Regions from separate parts of the Gossypium hirsutum genome. Here region 1 is linked to region 2. The links are chromatin contacts, called in public Hi-C maps. All regions are on one chromosome and are shown on one strand. The core of a region is the stretch at or near the end of the contact, and the rest is flanking DNA. Distances in the headings are between cores, read along the strand shown.

Region 1 (2,700 bases), core at 3-2,502, 210 kb before region 2:
AGGGTAACATAATTGTCCAAATAAAATACTTGCAAAACCTCAATTTTCATACTTTGAAGCAAGGATAAGCTTCTTCATCGATGAAGAAAAATTAATCACCACAACTTATTCTCCTCCACAAGCAAGCTTCCACTGTTATAATAGGTTATAGAGGTACAAACAAAGCATTCATTCACTAAATCTGGTGTTTGTCAAATCTTATTACTCTAGAGAAAGGCGATCAACTAAAGCATACCGAACACAATAATTGACATTTGAACTAGCTGTGACATCATCAGACTCAATTTTACACAATCAAAACCAGGGAGCATAAGAACAGCAAGTCATTTAAAATACTATAAGACTGCGAAATGAGAAGTGAACAAACCAGATAAAGAGCATAACATCGCAAGAACACGGATTTCTTTCCAGTTTGATCCCGAAGCACATGAGCGGCTCTCCTATATTCTCGGCAATCAAAGTATGACTTGGCAAGAAGGTAAAAGTCGCCATGTATGGCTTCATCTTCCTCCATCACTGGAGTGGACACATAGGCAACACCAGTGGGAGGTGTGGAAGTAATCTCATTGGTGCGGAACCTTCTGCGTATACTCGAGCTTCCACGCTGAAATCTCGTGTTTGAAGGCGTGAACTTAGCTGGGTCTTGCTCGATTCCGACAAGCTGTTCTGCTGCCCTGTAAATCAAACCAACCAATGATTTATTGCTCCCAGAAGACAGCATAAAAAAACATAACTTTATCATTAAAAAAGCACATTGAAAGGAAAAGCAAAGCCAAAATTAGCAACCCAGATTAAGGCATTGGACTCCCAAAGAAAAAAGTTCAGCTCTACTTCAAGAAGCCAAATAAAGCACCATTTCCAAAGTGTTCTACAGATCTTCTAAGACCTAAAATGCTAAGAGATTCAGAGAAATGGGTTCATTGTAAAAGAGTAAAAAATTCAATCTTTCTTATTCTTCTTCATCAAAAAGCAAAGAGAGAGTAGCGTGGGTTTAGGGTTTTATGAAGGGTTACCATTTGGAAGCAGAGTAAAGGCAACGGTCGCTGAGTTGGCGAATAGCAGTGCGGAGCTCGATTCTGCAACTTTCTTTAGAACTCATTTTTTGGAAAAACAGATTTGGGGACTGAATTGAAATGCTAATAACAATGATGAAGCTGCCACCCTGCCTTCAACATCTCTCACTCACTCCAAACAAATTTCAGAGTAGAAATCGTAGTTTTTTAATTTGCCTGATTTGATCCATCCGCGCCCAGCATTTCGAAAAAAAAGAACCATTATTTATTCCAATTGGGCTTTGACAGCCCAAAACGAGAAGCTCGCTGTTATTATTGGGCCGAAAGATAAAACTCTTTGTTTTGTAACAATGGCGCTGCTCGGGGGATCTCATGGGTCTTTCTTCTTAAATGGTAGGGAAATTCCACCATTTGTTACTAAACTATGGGTAAGTTATCTTTACCTTTCTCTTCTACAGTTTAATTTTTTTCATGAAACAACTTTAGACATTACAAATCTACAAGTCAAAATTCAAACAGTTTTTTTCTCCAATTATCGACACTGACCATTAGATCGACTTGGATCTAAGGTATATTCTTTTACTCGTTGATGGGTATTGATCTACCATACCAATCATTGAATCACCTTTTAGAGCTCATTGGCGGAATTTTTTTAAAAACTTAACAACTCAGTGACTTAAATAAAAACTTTTAAATAGTTCAATAACCAAATTGTAAATTTTCTTAGTTAAGTGATAGAAACAAAAACTTACCCCTAATTTAATGACGAATGGTTAATTTACCCTAAATTTGAAGTGTTGTTAAGTTTGTAATTAATGATGTTTGAACCGAACGGGATTGGCCAGTCAAATTGAGAACCGATTAGGGTACTAATCCGAAGAATGGCATTGAACCGGTTGAACTGGTTAAAAATCGATTGTATTGATTTGGTCGATTTTTTTAAATTTTAATTTTTTTTAAATTTTTATTAATTTTAACCGAACTAGATGAACCGATGAACTAGTGATTTGACCAATTAAACCGTTGATCAAATTTTAAAAACATTGGTAACACTGATTGTGCCACTCAAAGTGTTGTAACAATTAACAAGGTTACCTCCAAGTAGTCATAAGAAAAATGGGACTTGATGAAAGATGGATCTCACGGGTCTTATAGAGTTTTTAATGGCATTACCTCCGAGATCATTGTATTTTCGAGGGGACAGGAAGGAAACCTTGTATAATCCTTTTTTATTATTACCATTACAATATCAAGAAGGGAAAGATATTTTTAAAAATATTTACTTCTTAAGATTTTTTATTTTTGAATTTTAATTTTTAAAAAATAATTTTAATAAATTTGAATGTGACATGGCACATTCTGATTGATCAGACATATTGTGATTAACGCTATGTGTTAACTGATTTTTTAATGTCATTACAAAAATGAGATTGAACTAGATAATGATGGTAGTTCATATAAAAAAAATAATTTATTAATAATTGGGGTTAAAATGGAATATAAAAATTAAGTTATAAAAGTAAGGCGTTGTTTGATAAATTAAAAAATAAAATATTAGAAAATTAAGTATTGAATTTAAGTTGTATATCTATTTAGTGTATTAATTAAAATTAACTACAAAATATAATTAAGCTATTTAATAAATATAAATTTTAATTTATGAATTTTTTATTTTACATTTATTTTT
Region 2 (2,700 bases), core at 161-2,660:
TGTATTATGGTCTTCTAGACCACTACTTACGCTGCTAAATATCACCTAGTTTCGAGATGATCTGTATGTGCGTAACATATTCGTTCTTCACAGAACACTTAATAGATTACTTCATAACAACAAAACCAAGGTTCGATCAAAATGACATATTGCAATAAGAAATTTATCCGAGCATGGATATCAGTCATCTGATTGCAGTTCAATGAAGAGACATTTTACATTCAAGCAACAAGCAACACCGAAAAAGAAGCTAATTGTGCAGTGACTCAAAAATTTGTTCTGCAAATGCGAGTAAAAGGGTCAAAATAGAGCTCGGGAGACCTGTTGCTTAGCCTTTCAAGATGCACATACTTCATTTCTAATACTTAGTCCATACAGGTTTATATCCTAGTAACTATAAACATATGGATTGAACTCATGTCCTTAAGAAAACAATGCCTGTCATGATAAACCATCGACGAACAGAGCTGGTGAAAAGCGCAACATCACAGGCAGACAAAGCACGAATACAAACTGCATTATACCCAAAATGTCTCAAAACATCAATCTAGTCACTACAGTTGTGTTTTCAACCTATGTCCTAAAACAGAAATTTTATCAGAAAACTTTCTAGACAAAAAACCTAACAAATGCCTCTTGGAGCACTACATAGGACAAGCCAAATTCCCAGCAATGAAAGCAATCCACAAAACCAAAATACGATATAGATAAAAAGCTTCAAATCTTGCAGATAATTTAAACCCAGCAAAGCTCCATCTCATACCATTCAATCAAATTAAAAGAGACCCATTTGGACCCAAGTCATGAAATTTCATTAAACATAAAGCAAAACCCAACAGCAGCCTTTCTAATAATCATTTATATACATGTTCAAGCAAAACAGAATCAAATGCCTTAAAAACATTGAGGAACAGTAGAGAAGTATGTTATTTACAATACCTGAAATCCTGTTGGAGAACTCATCCCACCAATCCAAAGGCTGAGATTGAGACCCTAAAGAAGAAGGCAGGACATTGTGGTCAACCACCTTCTTGTCTGCGGTTTTTTTCCTTCTCTTGAACCCTTTAATGGGTCCCATTGAAAGAAACCCAACCTCCCAGATGAGTGTTTAAACTTAAAGGAACTTGAAAGAACCCAACAACAAAGATCAAAGGAACTTGTGCAATGATAAGTGGGTGAATGAAGAAGATTGAAGAACCTTAATAAAGTTCTTTGAGCACACAGAAAAAGAAGGAAAAAGCAAAGACAAGAAGAGTTCTAGGCACCATGTAGGAATAAGGCAACTGACGTGAAGTGATTTCTTTGGTTGTTTAAGGAAAGACAATCTGATGGGTGCAAAGATGAAACTAGTTTATAGCCTTTCAATGGGTCATTGACCTCAAGCACCACCAGCTTGTTACTTTAATTTTTTTTGTTCTTTTCCAATTTCTTATTAGTGAATATTTTTGGGATGGTTTATTTTTTTTAAAATTTTTTTAATTTTTTAATATAAATCAACAACAATATGTTATCCATTCGAAGTTAAATGAAATAAAAATTTCCGATTTTTAGTATGTATCAAGTGTTAGATACAAATTTGGTTACCACGAATATATTTAAATTTTTTAAAAAATATTTCATGATCCTTCAAAATATTATATTATAGGCCATACCTAAGTATATACTAAATACAAATACATGAATATGATTTTTTCCTTTAAGAGGGTAAAGGCATTGCCATATTGGTCCTAGTCCATTGAGTCTAACTACCCATCTCTGTGGTCCATTGAGTCTTGAAGCCCAAATGCTATTCCTTCTATGACATTGCAAAAACAGAATTCTTTTTCATTTCATAAATGGTGTTTTTGGGTTGAACCGGGTTTAAATATGGGATTAATTGTATTTTTATATTTATTTAAATTCGGTTTAAAATGTGAGTTTAAAATTTTTCACAAATTTATTTATATTTGTAAAAGGTGTTACTCAAGTATATTTTAATATTAAACAATATTTTTATTCAAACCTAATTTTTGAACTAATATTTTTATTCAAATCTTTTTAAATTTTGGATGAGTTTTCATATTTAAGCAGATAACTCATCTCATGAACAGGTTGATTACCCATTATCATTAAAAAGAAAAGGAAAAGAAAAAGAAAAATGGAAATATGGCAAATAATTACACCACAAGATAATCAAGAACACAAGACACTATCCAAAGTTCTAGTCTTAATCCATTATCTTGTTCTTCAAATAACATTGAGTTTAGATAAAAGATGGTGTAGGCAACATTTTCTTTTCACCTTCATGAAACTGAAAAAAAAGAACATTTTAACCATTTTTGCATCATGATTCATAGCATATTACTAGTTTCTCTCATCAACTCATCAACCCCTAATTTCCATTGTTTCCAAATCCTTGACTCTCTTTGATCCACAAGTAATCAATTGCATTAAAACCGCAGCTGCTTTGATCCTCCCACTAGGACGATCATTTTCAACGCTTTGATCTCTAATATCTGCTGCTATGTTCATACTTTTCAGAATTTCCGAATTCGAATTCGAAGACGGCCGAGAATCCTGCACTTGATTGTTTCCCATTTCATGGTCTGTCTGTGTTGACACACTGTTGCCTTTGCTGCTAAAATCCCTACTGGTTTTAGCCTTATAGATTTTGTGTTCATCATCAAGCTCCTTGAATTCACTCCATGAATGATGTTTCCT

The links. A called contact is a pair of places that touch in the nucleus more often than the background predicts.
Region 1: a contact with region 2 is called in a Hi-C map of leaf, with 7 times the contacts expected there. The contact joins the promoter of LOC107938199 here to the promoter of LOC107936436 in region 2. A contact is called at or near these places in 13 of 34 Hi-C or Micro-C datasets (callus, fibers, hypocotyl and 2 more).

The regions. Positions count from the first base shown.
Region 1 is chrD10:63,334,136-63,336,835 of Gossypium_hirsutum_v2.1, reverse strand. LOC107938199 (anaphase-promoting complex subunit 8) reads right to left here and starts at 1,252. Exons shown (of 4, transcript XM_016871283.2): 1 at 1,014-1,252; 2 at 368-674. The coding sequence starts at 1,099.
Region 2 is chrD10:63,124,097-63,126,796 of Gossypium_hirsutum_v2.1, reverse strand. LOC107936436 (protein ALP1-like) reads right to left here and starts at 1,410. Exons shown (of 2, transcript XM_016869162.2): 1 at 940-1,410. The coding sequence starts at 1,078. It overlaps LOC107936465 (protein SOSEKI 2), which reads right to left. Exons shown (of 4, transcript XM_016869194.2): 4 at 2,190-2,700. The coding sequence ends at 2,365.